3 separate regions of the Mus musculus genome follow, and regions 1 and 2 are each linked to region 3. The links are chromatin contacts, called in public Hi-C maps. All regions are on one chromosome and are shown on one strand. Each heading gives the region's core, a stretch centred on a gene start, on an enhancer-like site or on the middle of the called end of the contact. The rest is flanking DNA. Distances are from core to core; before and after follow the strand shown. Region 1 has its middle 190 kb from the start of 5031426D15Rik. Region 2 overlaps Usp6nl (USP6 N-terminal like). Region 3 overlaps Celf2 (CUGBP, Elav-like family member 2).

What was found. A called contact is a pair of places that touch in the nucleus more often than the background predicts.
Region 1: a contact with region 3 is called in a Hi-C map of pro-B cells, with 3 times the contacts expected there. The contact joins two enhancer-like sites. A contact is called at or near these places in 1 of 15 datasets of contacts at CTCF or cohesin (large pre-B cells), 2 of 484 Hi-C or Micro-C datasets (pre-B cells and pro-B cells) and 1 of 115 datasets of contacts at active chromatin or transcription factors (fibro-adipogenic progenitors).
Region 2: a contact with region 3 is called in a Hi-C map of pre-B cells, with 4 times the contacts expected there. The contact joins two enhancer-like sites.

What each region holds. Positions count from the first base shown.
Region 1 is chr2:7,113,998-7,117,082 of GRCm38.p6, forward strand. It overlaps a transcript of Celf2 not described here. Among named protein-coding and RNA genes, the nearest start is that of 5031426D15Rik, 190 kb to the left of the region's middle. Within about 2 kb of position 1,299, at least 75 of the 459 cell types and tissues checked have an H3K27ac peak or open chromatin away from gene starts, as enhancers often do. A contact at or near this core is called in pre-B cells and pro-B cells, where this site is marked.
Region 2 is chr2:6,375,014-6,377,713 of GRCm38.p6, forward strand. The region is part of intron 2 of Usp6nl (USP6 N-terminal like); the gene reads left to right. Among named protein-coding and RNA genes, the nearest start is that of Usp6nl, 54 kb to the left of the region's middle. Within about 2 kb of position 1,283, at least 54 of the 459 cell types and tissues checked have an H3K27ac peak or open chromatin away from gene starts, as enhancers often do. A contact at or near this core is called in pre-B cells, where this site is marked.
Region 3 is chr2:6,706,062-6,708,828 of GRCm38.p6, forward strand. The region is part of intron 2 of Celf2 (CUGBP, Elav-like family member 2); the gene reads right to left. Among named protein-coding and RNA genes, the nearest start is that of Celf2, 180 kb to the right of the region's middle. Within about 2 kb of position 1,435, at least 128 of the 459 cell types and tissues checked have an H3K27ac peak or open chromatin away from gene starts, as enhancers often do. A contact at or near this core is called in pre-B cells and pro-B cells, where this site is marked.

The DNA.
Region 1 (3,085 bases), core at 49-2,548, 410 kb after region 3:
TCAAGCCCATTAGCAAATTCATCTCACAAGCAAGCTCACAAGGCTCACAACAGGGAGAGAGTTGCTTCCCTGGGCAGTAAATGGGAAGCGTTGAAAGCTGCCCCCAAATGTCCAAAGATCACAAGTGCTCAGATGACTTCTCACAAGAGAAAAACCCATTGCTCCATGTGTTCGAATTTAGCTAGCCTTTGCTCTCAGTGACATCCTGACTTATGGACAATCTCATGTGATTCCTGGTTTTTTTTTTTCTCTCAGTTCCCAGGGAGCAAGTATCTATCTATTAAGCACATGCTCAGAGCAGCTGAGACCATCTATGGGAAATCTTGGGGTAAAATCTAGAGCGTGTAATATGAAGTGCTAGGACTTATTAGAAACCAACAACTCCCCCCCCCCCCTCTCTAAACCTTATTTTCCGTAGATCTTTCTTGAATTGTTTGCTTAAGGAGTTAAGTGCTTCCACTCACAGAAAATTTCCTTGGCACAGACATTAAATTAGCTGGGACTGAGCCTGAGCCCAGAGAGCTTCTCTCTCAAAGCTGGATGCTAGTCTTTCCCAGAGCATCCTGGAATGCTGTCTCCGGTCCTAAGCACGAGCTGGAAATCTTGGTGTATGTAAAAGTCTAGCATAGGTTGAATTTCTTTCTAGGAACCCAGAAGCTTCGATAATCTCCTTCTCTCCCACTCTACTTTCTTTCCCGTGTCTCTTTCTCTCTCTTCCCTTTTATCCCATCCCTTCTGTCTCTCTTTTCTCTCCTCCCCCTCTTCCTTCCCTATTCCTGTCAGTCTCTCTTTCTGGTGCCTTATGAGTTAAACGAATCAAGCAATAATGGTGTAAGGAACAGGAACCAGGATAGTGAATGAACCAATAAAATGGCCAGTTCTTCCCACACAATGGAGAGCAAACAAAGCGGCTCTCTGGATGGAATCCGTTCAGGAGCAAGAGGAAGACTTCCAGAACCACAGAGTTTGAGGGGCAAAGGGGAGGACCACGTTGGGATAAAGAGGGAATCTCATGGAAAAATGAGAGGCCGGCCAATGAATGGTAATAAAGAAACGTCACACTAGGAGGACTATGTCCTTTTCTTGACTGTAGTGTGTCTTATTTCTGTGGTTTTAATATACGCAGGCATATTCAGAAAACCATGAAGTCTGACTTCCTTAATTTTTGGCAAGAAGTAGAAGACAAGAATTTAGACTTCTCTACTATTGGTGACTCTTCTGTGTGCTGTTAGGGCCACGCAGTTCCCTTGAGGTGCAGGGTCAGGATGAGCCATGCCTGACTGCTCAGTGAATGGTCACTGATGCCTTCAGTGCTGGCTCCAGGCTGACACCTGCTTCACGCAGGCTGGGTTGGGCTCAGCATTACCATGCTGTGTTTTTCTTTTCACCATGGAGTCACAGCACAATGCCCTTGGGATTTGCCATGGTGATGAAATTGAATGTTAGATCACAGAAAGGATGGTAGTACTGTGTGTTGCAGTCTTTTTCTTCACTGATGGTAGTTCCTTCAACAACGTAGCAAGGATCTGAGGACTTCAGCTTCTGGCAAGGTTAAGGAAATGCAGAAGACAACTGGGAGATAGGAAAAGCTCTTGGAGAATCTTTGCTCATGCACAACTTTAAAGACAAGTGAAGTTATAAGACACATTGTATCGCTTTGGGGGAAATTGAAGAAGACATAATCAGAGGGACAGAAGCAAATGTCATAGAGGAAAGTGTACACTGTTTAAATGCACTCCGGTCTGTCAATTATGAGATGGGTACTACACCTTATAATTCTTTGTTTACAGGCATTCGGTGTCTGAAATACATTTTCCCATTAAGGCTCCAAGGTCAATGACACAGATAATTAACCAGCTGATTTAGTGCCTTTAATTTTCCTTGAAGCTTGAGTGAGACACCCCCACCATCCAGCCCAGCCTTGAGATTCCTATTCCAAGCGGGTCCTGGGACAGTGCTGCCTCTGTAATGGGACACTGATGTGATCTGTGGCTGAGGCTTTGACTAGCAGCATCATATGTCCACTTAAATGATGATGAATGCTGCCTTTGTTCCAGACAGGAAGATGTTATTATGCTGACTCATATTGGTGACTTCTCTGGGCTTCCCAGCAAGCATTGCTGCAGGATTTAATGCTGCTGATTCCTTACAGAGTTCCAGAGAGAATAAAGCAAACCGGGGAGCCCAAAGAAAGGCAAATAAAGAGCCCCAGGTGTAGTGAAGCTTAACACACCAAAGAATAAAGAGCAGCTGGTGTCTCCTCTTCTTTTTGTTTTCTCTTTCACTGTTGTGGCTGGGAGTCTGAAAGTTATTTCTACCCTCTGCCAACTTTGTTCACTTACTAGTATCTGGTCCTGTACTTCACCTATCAATAAATAGAATTTGAAATCTCTCAACCCAGGGATATTATTTCTGCTTCAACTTATTTCAGGATGCCACAACCCCAAATGAAAATCTGCAGATTGCTGATAGCTATGCCAATATCATCCAACTGCTAACCCTTCATTGGTGGCACCTATAGATAGATTGTGGGCATTGGAATACAACTGATAGGGGGGAGAGAAAGGCTGGAGGCTCGATTAAGTTCATCCTACAAGGAACCAGTTTATAGACTTTCATGCTTCGTTTTTTCAAAGGCTCCCTGTAAGTTTTAAACTACATGGCATACAGTCATCCTGGGACAAACTCCATGACAGAATAATAAGGAAACATTGTACTTGGTCGCTTCCTCCGTCCTTCCCCCTCTCTCTCCCTCCCCCCACCCTCCCTCCCTCCCTCCTTTCCTTCCTTCAATCCTTCTTTTTTGCTTTCTTCTTTTCTTTCTCTGGACATTTCTTTCATGCTAAAGAGAGAGGAATATTTGCCACAATATATTATTGCTTCAAATCACAAATAAGCATTCAGCCTTCCCTAAGATATATTTAAAGACAAACCTTTTTTTTTCTAACTTTTTAAACTTCAATTCAGAGTTGATTTCCTTTTCCTTATTTTTAGGGGACTGGGTTTCTTTCCTGTGTATCTGAATCCAGTCATGCTTTGCTTTAAGAAGGGATGCATTGTGAAAAGCACGTTGCCAGGTGACTTG
Region 2 (2,700 bases), core at 33-2,532, 330 kb before region 3:
ATAGCTAGGCAGTGAGGCTGACTTGCTAGGTCAGTGATTGGGTTTTCTAGTCACAGTGTCTCAGGAAAATACCCATTGATACATACTACCTCTAGGAGTTGCTGCACAGCTGGAATTGATAAATATAAAATCTTCAGATATCAAGGATGTGATGAGCACCAGAGACCTCATCTCTGTACTGTCAGCAGAAGGAAGGGAAGTGACAGAATTGAGGAAAAACCAACAAGTAGAGAATGAGGGAAAGCTGTTCAACTGAGGAGTGAGTTTAAGGCCAGAGAAAATGTCACACAGAGCTGAGGGGTCCTCAGACCTCCTACCCCCACAGCTGGAGCCATTTCTCTTGCCCATTCTTTCCAGGCATCGTCCTCAGGAGTCCAGGGCTTTGTCCTTCCCTACAGGCGCGGCTCTGCCTCCTCTGGCTGCCGTGGGCAGGTTTCCTCACTCATGGCCCACATACAAGGGTTACAACTAGATAAATTGTAGCTATTTTAAAAGTTATTTTTCAAAATTTGTCTCAGGATTAAAGTACTGGCAACTTTATTCCCATCCTGCTGGTGCCCAACAAAAATTCCTCTGTCTCAATGTGATAAGTGGGTGCATGCATGTAAATAAATGTGGTTTAAAAAAGTCTTAAGATGGACAGTGGTGGCACATGCCTTTAATCCCAGAACTTGGGAGGCAGAGGCAGGGCGGATTTCTGAGTTTGAGGCCAGCCTGGTCTACCGAGTGAGTTCCAGGATAGCCAGAGCTATACAGAGAAACCCTGTCTCGAAAAAATAAAATAAAATAAAGTAAAATAAAAAAATAAAAAGTCTTAAAATGCCCAAATAAGGACTTGTTACATTGAAGATATAGTGTCATGTACACTGTACAACAGTTCAGGCTTCTTACAGGAAGTTGTGAACTACTCATGTGTAAGTTAAGAGTTTGTCCAGGCCAACTCTAGTTTTACTTATGTGTTTGTGTAAGGGGATACATATGTATGAGAGTGTGCATGTTCATACCTGTGCATGTGGAAGCTATAGGTTAGCCTTGAGAGTATATATTTCAGGAGCCATCCACCTTGTTTTTTGAGACAGCCTCACTGGAACTTAGGACCTAGGGTCTGCCGTTCTAGCGCTGGCGTGAGCTGGGGTGACTACAAGCACACGCCCGGTGCAGCTGCTTTTTTTATGTGGGTTTCATGCTTGGAGGACAATCACTTTACCAACTGAGCCACAACTCTGCTCCTGCTCTACTTTTAATTTATTCATACTGATATTCAAAGTGATACCAAAGTTGGGTTTAAGCGGATGCTGTCTGAAGCAGCTGTGCCTTCACTGAGGCAGGGACAGTCAGCTCACGCCCTGCCCTCAAGCTTTGTGGAGGATACTGAGTTTGCTTTACGAAACTGTCTTTGTTGGGAAATACTGAAGTCTTTGTATAATATTCACATACCATAATTTGCCAGTGGTAGATATGTTAAAAATACTGCCTTTAAAGTTTGATCTTTAGAATTAAGTTTTTGCTCCAAAGAGTGTATGTGCTATATAGATATATAAAAGAGATTGGAAAGAATTGAACAAAATTACTGTAGAACTGACTTCTGTTAACTGGAGTATAAATTAGAGACAGGATATTGGGTACAAAAGCCCTTTGTGGGCGCTTTTTTTTTCCTGCCCATCAACTTGCAGTTGGAAGCTAGTAAGATATTTTTTAAAAATAAAGCTTTATTGTACTTAATGGTACATGCAGTAATACCAAACTACTTCAGTTTAACTCTTGAAGAAACTTGCATACTTGTTTATAATAAGCAGCTTCTACAAAAGTCCATCTTGTATCCTTAAAACACGTTAGCACTTTATAATGATTCCAGTGAAGGGAAACCACTTCAGCACCACGCACCTTAGAGTGTAGCGAGTCAGCATGCCGAGGAATCACGGCAGCGTCTCCTCTTACGTGGGGAGGATAGTTGCTTGTAGAAACACAACCAGAGCCTATTGCTTTGAGACTGTGGAAATCCACCAGCCCACTTCCTGGCTCCTGGGCGCTGTTTTCTTGGTGGCATATCCTTTATTTACTGGGATGTGTTCTCATGTCTCTTTACCTTCTGTGGTGCTGTGCCTTGATACACATGTTGAGCTTGGGGCTCCATGCTAACATAGTGTAAGACAAGTAGCTTTACCTCCAAGTCTCACTTTCTCATTTGAAATGTACAGTTGAGAGTTTCTGGAGCATGTAACTGGCAGTGGGGGCTGTGGCCTGAGCACGGTGGAGCTGTGTCATCTGACAGGTAGTGAGGCCCAGTTTACATGGGAGCTGATCCGAGAAGCTGCTCTTCACCAGGCCTTGCTCGCTCTGCAGCTTTATTTACCCTCCTCTGTCTCCTGAACGCAAGCGTATTTCCTTGGCTCTTGCCCTTATTTAATGTTGAGCTAATGCTGACAAGTTTTCTTGACAAACCATGGTTTGATTGCTTCTCATTTTGCTTATTCATAGAGCATGTGACAGATTTAGAAAAGCTTGCAGCCTCATTGCTTTGGTCGCAGTGTTATTCTGGAGCTTAAAAGCTGTAAGATCTCTGCAGGTTAATTAATCTAATAATGTTCCTATCTGTTTAATGACCAGTAATGATACCTATTTCATGTTTCTGATGTGAGGAGATTAGACTATACAGAATAATTAATGCTAGCTGATATTTGTGAAGCTGGCCTTTCATTG
Region 3 (2,767 bases), core at 185-2,684:
ATTAAACCTGGCACAGAGATGTACTGAAGCTAGTAAAGCGCATATGCCCCAGTACCAAAAGTGTCAGTTCAGCAATTTATAAAACGCACTGTCGGTCTGCTCCTTCTGGTCCCAAGTAACTGAGGGTTATAAATGCGTCAATAAATAGAACCACACATAAGAAGCGCCTCAGTTCTGTACATTTTGGAGTGCTAACAGACATCACAGCAGGATTGTGGGTAGAGCAAACATCTTTTTTAAAAAAAAGGTGTGTGTGGACAACTTGGTGACGTCTGTCCTTACCGACCCCTTTCATGTGGGTCCTGGGGATCAAACTCAAATCATCAGCCTTGTCCAACAAGCACACTTAACCAACGAGTCATCTTGCCAGCCCAAGTGAAAACTTCCTTTTTAGCTGTGCTGAGTAGAGGTTAGGTGCAGCCTTCCCTGAAACCTAGTAAGTTCTACTATTAGAAGTCTGGTTTTTAGTGTGTATCTGGCAAGGTAATGCACACATCGAAAATGAACACAGAACAGTACTGATATTCTTTTGTTTGATTTGTACATTACTATTGTTAATATCATTTCTTTGGTCACAGCTTTAAAAAAGAATGTTACAATTCCCCTTTCTATAATACATACATGCATGTGCAAGCACAGACAAACACAAATTCAACTATAAAATGGTACACTCTACTCCAATTTCTAAAAGAGTATTAAAACGCTGTGGACCTAGACCACGCTGTCCTTGTATTTCCAGGCTACCTCACACTGTCTATCACATAGGGATGGCAGTGTAAGCGCACAGATGTACAGAAGCTTGTGCCTGCTTGGTGAGAATAACTAAAAACGGGTAAGCTAGTGCTAAGCCACAAAGTAGAGCTCATTTCATTCAGTCAGTCTTCGGAGAATTTTGAATGTCTCTCTCATTCTAGACACTGATCGAGGCATAGGAGTTTTTGGAATACAAAAGACATTCTTCTAACAAGAAATGTATGAAGATTTATGAAAATAAGTCTTAAAAACTCAAAAAGATTTTCAAAGTGTTCATCGAGCTTTGATTTTTAACAGTATAATATTATATGACTCTTTTTATTTGAAAAAAAAAATGCCAGGAACAAAAAAGATGGAGGCTAAGCTGCCTTTTGAACTTCATATACACTATTAAGGTTAAATCAAGGTCACAAGAAACACACATGGTTTAGGTAAAAGAAGCAAGAACATTAAAAATTACTCTGAAAGATGTGTTAGATTTTAAGACTAGATCAGCAATTTTCCTGGGATTATAAACTCTGTTCAAACATACCACTTAATCTTTGTTTCAGGTTCCTGTTCTATAAAAGAGGGTCCATTTTCCTGAGGGGGGGAGGGGGAGTGGTTGAGGGCAAAGGAGGATGCAGTGTGGTTTAACGGTTTCCTGACTTTAAAGTCCTCTCAAAGCACAGTGTTTTCATTGCAGACATGTGATGGAGAGTCGGTAGCACAGGACTGTTGCTAGGGCAGCTCACCACAGTTCTATTCACTCTCATGCAGCTCCTTGGCTGATGCATGGTGAAGGAAGCCAGAGCCAGTATCTCTTCCTTATCTCCCAAGCATCCCAGTCCTGAGGATGTGTGGCAGGTCCACACACTAGTGATGAGCTTGGTTAGACAACCACATTCTGCCATGGCACTGAGCTTGGTTAGACAACTAGGTTCTGCCATGGCACTCCCCTTTTGTTTCTTAAATGATCTCAAACTTATTGGCCTTGGGACTTAACTCTAAAGTCTGGCATGTCTGGCTTAAAAGCAGTGCTTCCAAACACAGATTAAAGCACAATTAGATAAAGACTAAAACCTAAAAGAAGCAATTTTTAAATGTGGTATATTTACTCATTACCCTTTCTTAAGTCTTTTTCTACCTTCACTCAGATTAGAGCAAAGTCTTGGCTTCCAGAAGCATTTTCTCTGAAGAGTCATAGGCTTGTGGAAAGACTGTGTTTTCCACTTCTCGAGTTGAACAACTCACACTGGACTCACAAAACAGCTAAGGCCTGTCACCATCTGGCAGCTGTATGATGGCCTGTGTAAAATGAACTGCTAGTCACAGTTGAGCTCCCGTTTGACAGATGTCCACTTCACAAAGAGAGTAACACACTCAGCAGCCTGGTTGGCGAGGAGTGGGGACTGGGCCTGGAAATGGCACTTACTTTTCTCTGCCTAACTGGGTTGCTTAGTAAAAGACCAAGTGACACTGCAGTAGGACAGAGGGCACGCAGCAGGTAATGTGGCAAGAGCTCCCAGTCAAAGTTTACCTTCTCCCAGGAACCCTGTGCTGCTGTTTGTTTGTTTATTACTTGTTTTAATCAGGCTGTGTGAATTGAGCTACACATGGTTGCCCTCTAAGGCCACTGTTAAAACACATCAGCTTCCCTCAGGATCGATGGAGATTGTAACTGCCCACAAACCTCTCCTCCCCTTTCATTACAGTATGGGGGAAATGTTTTGGAAACAGCAGGAGCTAAAAGATCTCCTTATCCTGTCCTGGGTTAATCAGTATCATCACCAAAGTGAACAAGTTACTTAAGGAGTCGGAAAGAGAAAGGACAAAATGGCCCTTCACTATAAAATGTAATTCCTTATTGAGTATTTTACAAAAGACTTTAAAATATATACAAATAAACAAACCCCCCAAAGTCCAGTTTTGTTTTGTCCCACTGAAGCATGTTGCTCAGTGTCAACACTGAAGCTGGATGCTCCCTGTCTCTATTAGGAGCAGGGAGAAGGACAATGTGCCTGGAGGGCAGCAG